Regions from separate parts of the Danio rerio genome. Here region 2 is linked to region 1. Evidence: chromatin contacts called from public HiCAR-type data. All regions are on one chromosome and are shown on one strand. Each heading gives the region's core, a stretch centred on a gene start, on an enhancer-like site or on the middle of the called end of the contact. The rest is flanking DNA. Distances are from core to core; before and after follow the strand shown. Region 1 holds the start of wdr95 (WD40 repeat domain 95). Region 2 holds the start of frya (furry homolog a (Drosophila)).

Region 1 (3,150 bases), core at 257-2,756:
GTTATCAAAACACCACTATACCAGTGTGTCACACAGGTTAAAGAGGAATAACATTTTTTATTTGAGTTCCTACAGTTGATCACAGTCACATCGATAAACAGGAGCGCAGCAAACTACAGAGCACATACAATAAACATTTTGCAAGAAAATATACAGATGTCTCCTCAGGGCTCAAGTCAGTCTCACCTGAGACTGTTCTGCAGTTTTGTAAGACACTATCCAATAAAGGTAAGATAGTTTGATACTGTGCATTCTTACTGAAACATTACAATTGAATGCATTAAAGTCTAGTTTAAGTCAGAATTATTAGCCCCCCTTTGATTTTTTTTTTTTAAATATTTCCTAAATGATGTTTAACAGAGCAATGAAATTTTCACAGTTTGTCTTATAATATTTTTTCTTCTGGAGAAAGTCTTATTTGTTTTATTTCGGCTAGAATAAAAGCAGTTTTTTAAATTTTTAAAAACTATATTAGGGACAAAAATATTAGCAACTGTAAGCTATTTTTCATGATAGTCTACAGAACAAACCATCGTTATACAATAACCTGCCTAACTACCCTAACCTGCCTAGTTAACCTAATTAACCTAGTTAAGCCTTTAAATGCCATTTAAAACTGTATAGAAGTGTCTTAAAGAATATCTAGTCAAATATTATTTACTGTCATCATGGCAAAGATAAAATTAATCAAGTTATTAGATTTATTAAATTAATCAAGTTATTAGAGATGAGTTATTAAAACTATTGTGTTTAGAAATGTGTTAAAGAAATCTCTGTTAAACAGAAATTGGGAAAAAGATTAAACGGGGGCGAATAATTTAGGGGGGGCTAATAATTCTGACTTCAACTGTATGTGTTATGCTGTTTCAAAAGTTCCTAATTAGTTTCGGAGGTCTCTTACAATAGATATGCATCCATCAAAGGTCATAAATCCCCTGAATATTCTCATTATAAAATTGCATTATCGCTATTTTTTCCTCAGTTTGTTCAAAGATCTGGTCTCAACCTCTTCTTTCGGATAGCATACTATCCGCTTTTTAAGTCTGACATCACTCAAAACATCTTCCATGTCCAAGCTCTCTATCAAACTGTACAGGGAAACTCAACAAACATTACTAATAATACAGTAATCATACAGCTTTGACCCAGAAACAGTATACCATCATGACTTAAGCATAATTCTCACAGTATTGTAAAATATATGTATGTGCTAAGTATTTTTATTTATTTTTTCCCAGAAAAGAAGGAAGTGAAGTCACTACACATAACCAATCCCTCTGCTTATGGATGCAAACTGGAGAGGATGTCAGCCTGGCCAGGACCTTTATGAACATGCCATCGTGAACTGTGAAAACACTCAGTCTCTTTATTGTACATATTCAAATGATGTGTTTAATAATACACTGAAAAATGTTTAATAGACATAACCCTCTACACAGTGGTAATAACTTCTTTTTTTAGCAATAGATTCTCTATTACAAAATAGATTTCAAAAATAATGTTAAGTATTTGTTTATGGAGAATAATGAATCTCTTGAAAAATCTATACTATATAATAAGGCATGCAATATATTTTTAAGGATCTTGGCACAATAAAGGCATTGGATACATACTGTGTAATGTCTGGTAACCATTTCAATGCTAGTCATTTTGCAGTAGTCGGATGTGCACAACAAGGTGTGAAAAAGAAACACTATTTAAAAACCACAGATATCTTACTGAAATACTTTTCAGAAAAGTGAAAAATTAAGAGCGTCATGTTATGGCAAACAGACATTTCTGCATTGGATTGAATGAGGCTCTTGTTACACTGCATGCGCAGACACCCCGCTGTGTTTTGTATATCAGGTAACCTGAGACTCAGGTGTGCTCTGTCTCTAAGCTCTCTAAGCCATAGATCGTGCAGCAAAACAAGCAAGCAGCCTCTAAGGAGAACGAAAGTCACACTGAGAAGACAAGAGTCTCTCTCAGATCTCTCCCGATATGCCACTAGGCAGGAAAATTCGGGCCTCATCTGCTGGAGCCCAACTTGAGACCCATAACAAGCCCAGGTATTCTGCTTTATTCTGCTTTTTATTGATCTATATCTGAACAAAGCGTCCTGTTCCCTCGTTTAAACATTTAATTTGCTCAGCACCACTTTGACGCAGCTTCTGATGCAGAGACTCATTTGTTCTGCTTCACGGCTTTCATCTCGGTATGAGGTCTGGGTTTCGCACCACATTGATATTCAGTCATTTTGCAGCACCTGACCTTGAGATACACTCCTCCTGTTGTTCATAATGTTTACTGTTGCCAGGGAGTAAGGAAGATGGTTGATGTCGGTGCCTTGCTGGAACATTGTATCAATCAGTTTGTGTCCTTGAGGATTAATTCATTTATGTTTTGACAGACAAATATGGAGATGTTTCTTGGCTCCAATTTGATTTGGCTTAACCCACCCTTGGCTTTAGCTTTGCAAAATGAAATTTAGGAAGCGCTAAGTTTTCTCTTATTAGAGTGAAGTGAGATATGCTTGCCTTTGTTTATTCAGATTAGCATGGCATACAACACCACACACACACACACACACACACACACACACACACACACACACACACACACACACACATATATATATATATATATATATATATATATATATATATATATATATATATATATATATATATTTTTTTTTTTTTTATAACAGAACTGATGCTTTATGGTGGAACTGTATTTGCTCTTAGAAATAATGGTTCTCTTTTGATGTTGATTGTTCATTGATTTAATGATTCAAAAACTTTAGCAAGCATAAAAACTTTCCATTGCACAAAATATCTTTAAATGATTTTACACTAACAAACTGCTTTTGAATTGTTTATTTTCAGTTGTTTCATTTATTAAGATAATCTTCCCAGTTCACAAGAACATTTTTCAATTATTCTTCTTTTTATTAAAAATTGGTTACTTCAAAATTGTAAATTTATTTACAACTATGAATACAATTTTTGTTTTACAATTTTTAATTTTTAGACATTAAATAAATTGTATAGTTAAACTTTCATTGTGAAATATAAACAAATACAACTAAAAATTGCAACAAATATAAGTATATATATATATATATATATATATATATATATATATATATATATATATATATATATA
Region 2 (3,291 bases), core at 350-2,849, 260 kb after region 1:
GTGTTTTTGCTTTGCTTTGGCTTTTTTGACGTTAATTATTGTAATATCCCAATTGCAACAGAGAAATACTGTGAAATCTCTGTATACAGATGGCATTTCATGCCGTTCAGCCTTATAATCTTAAAATGTGAGCAAAATCAGCTGTTTTATCATCACTTTAGATATTACGCAAATCATTCTAACACTAGCTGTAAAGGGATGTTGGTGTAGTAGCAAAGGTTTCTGCTGTTCTGACGTCAGCTGCAGATGTGAAGGAATGGTGGGAGAAAGTAGTTCCTCATACAAAAGGCTTTTTTTGACTCTGTGTTTGAATTTCTTTTTTTAATTAATACGATAATGCTGGCGAACTGTTGTATAAACACAATGTCACTCTTGTAGCAGTGCGATATGGCTGTATAATGTCACTGGTGGAACACTAAGGCGAACTACAGCCAATTTGCACTGCTACTCGTTATATTGCTCATATATATATACTGTATATGTATGCATACTGTGTGTGTGTGTGTGTGTTAAACACAGAAGATATTTTCATAATCAATGACTTCCATAGTGGGCGAAAAACAAATACTATGAAAGTCAGTGGTTACAGTTTTTTTTTGTTTTATAATTTTTTTCAAAATATCTTATTTTGTGTTGAAAGGTTTGAAACAAGTAAATGGGAACCAAATGATGACTTTTTTTTAATATTTGGATGAACTATCCCTTTAAGATAATTAGAGTATATTTTAAATTTATAGAGAAGGAATTAGTCAAATAGGCACTAATTAAACTTGTCAATAATTACATAATTGTCTGTTTCTTCAGCAGGACAACAAAACTGTTCTATAACCTTTTCTCCATCTCTTCCAGCAGAGTCAACAGAGCTGTCCTCCTCCCCTAAACCTTCAGATGAGCTCTCCACTGCCCGCGCTGCTGGTCATTGGTGAGCTATAAACGAGAGCTCACACCTGATAAAGAGCCTGCATATGACTACATGTATGTTATTTTGTTAGGATATAAGGGCCGATATGAAATAATAAGGGAACACTTATAAAATGACTTGTATTTGAATAAATAAATTATTTAAAGATATGCCAAAAACATGACTTCAGAATAAGGGCTTATTTAAAACAATATGCAGATTCATGCAAGCTTCAATTTAAACGTTTGGCTGAAAACTGGATGTAATATTGATGAAAGAATGCATAATAGTGCTATTGTTTGAAATCACTAATCTATTTGTTGTTTTGGCAATTTTATATCCGCTTATTTTTCATGAACACAAAAGAAAGATGATAAAGTAATCTAACTCACATTCATATTTAATGTGCATGTATTTGTTTATTAGCATAGTAGCAAAGTGTAGTAAAGGATGATTCATAATGTACAATCAGCCTGCCTTTTATCAAAATAAACACCTTAGGCTATACAATATATTTTTTTCTACACTGAACAGCTGACTTGACATTATTAACATGCTAAATGATAGAGGAGTAAAGGCAGTAATGCACACAGACTGTCAAAACAGAAAGAGACAGCCAGAGGGCTACAAGTGGGAGGGGCTTTCTGGGTGGGCGGGGCTTACGCCTTGTCTCTACTTGTTTGATTGACAGTCGTAACGAGGTAGAGGCTCTGCATACCTCGAGGCAAGTGCGAGAATTCACCGCTGCCGCAGCAACTTTGGGATGGAGCAATAGTCAGAAAAAAAGTCGTTTCCTCTCAGGTACGTCTTTTCGCTTTCATTTGCCACTGACATCTTGAGCGGTTTAATCTGTCAGCTCTGTAAATCCACACTTTGTATAAAATATTCATCACTCGAACATTATCCTTCACATTTACTCAACTACAGCCTCTTATATTGTTTGTATATGCTTTAAAGTCTTATACAGAAGTTTATAAGGCTGTATTGTGGTCGAGGGAAGTGTTGCGCATGTGTTTATTTCGGGATAATTTCTCGCGCATCAAACACTGACGTATTTACAATATTAGCTCATTATTTAACACTTTTGAGAAGAACTGCCTTTATAAACGTTTTAATTGCTATTCTATACTTGTAGTTTGCATACTGTAATTCACCAAACCGTTATCTGAAGGTGTCTTGGACTACATGTGTTTCTTTAAAGTATTATAAGTTTGAATTTTAATCATTTTTTAAAGAGGAAGATGAACAGACGTTGATTATTTTGATATACAGTACCATCTTTCACTAGTTCTGGTTAAATAAATGGTTAAACATTATATAGAGCCATTCTGTATGTAGGCGTTCTTTTATGTAAATGAGCCCATGCTGCTAGCTAGAGGGACTGCCAGACCTTATGTAAAACTATTTTTAAAAATATCTTTGTTAAAGTGCTGTTTTCCTTGTGTAAACCCTGAAATTGAGGCTTTTTATTATTTATAAATGATAGATATGCGTATGAACCACTGCTGAATGTGAAATATTACTAATAGTTTAAATTTAAGCCTAGAATAATCTTAACAGTGTTAAAAAAATATGCTTGGAGGGAACTTAAAATATGATAAATAAATAAATAAAAATATCATTATTATAGTAATTATAGTAATACTGTATATTTTAAATGGTAAATTATATAAATATATACTTTAGATACAAGTTTGGTGTCTGCTGTATTTTTAAAAGCTACTCAAAATGTAGTTTTTGAGGATCACTGACAGTAAGCGAAGCTAATAATTATTATTATTAGGGCTGGGGGATTTGCCCTAAAATCTAAATCTTGATTAATTGAACATTTTGGCTTGATTATGATTAATGAACAATTTATTATTTTATTTTATTCTTTTGCCCTCATAGTTCAGGGACACGTTTTGTACAGTAAATATGCTCACATATTACAAGCAAGAGATTTCAGAATGAAGGGTGCATTACTTGATTTTAAAATAATTGATGGAAACACACTATCTACCATTTATGAGTATTTCTTGAACGCCAACTGAAATGAAAACATATATTGCCTAAAACCAACAGTCGTTTTTTTCTTATAAACGAAGAGTGAAAATAATAATTTTAATGTAATGGAAAATATGCCGTCTCAAGGCATCTCTGGCGCAGCTTCCAATAATCGTCTATGTAGTGCGAATTACTATTTAAGAACGTGTCCATCGTCCTAGTTTAAGTATAAACATAAAGGCCTAACAGATCGGTGTCACATGATAGGGAAAGTAATTGAAAAAAACTGATCTGGAAAAATTAGATCGATTACAGGTTTTGAATGAAAAGATGACAAATTGACAATGCGGCACATATAAATAAACAATTACAAATATCATGACAGTTTTTTATTTATTTAACAA

The links. HiCAR-type assays count read pairs that join an accessible place to other places.
Region 2: a HiCAR-type map of caudal fin shows a contact between it and region 1, with 5 times the contacts expected there. The contact joins the promoter of frya here to the promoter of wdr95 in region 1. A contact is called at or near these places in 3 of 18 Hi-C or Micro-C datasets (caudal fin, hematopoietic stem cells and an unstated tissue) and 1 of 4 datasets of contacts at active chromatin or transcription factors (caudal fin).

Annotation. Positions count from the first base shown.
Region 1 is chr15:34,122,405-34,125,554 of GRCz12tu, forward strand. wdr95 (WD40 repeat domain 95) reads left to right here and starts at 1,507. Exons shown (of 29, transcript XR_012390934.1): 1 at 1,507-2,051. It overlaps tex26 (testis expressed 26), which reads left to right. Exons shown (of 7, transcript NM_001423546.1): 6 at 67-228; 7 at 1,239-1,600. The coding sequence ends at 1,330.
Region 2 is chr15:34,386,375-34,389,665 of GRCz12tu, forward strand. It overlaps frya (furry homolog a (Drosophila)), which reads left to right and starts at 1,600. Exons shown (of 61, transcript XM_073923799.1): 1 at 1,600-1,702.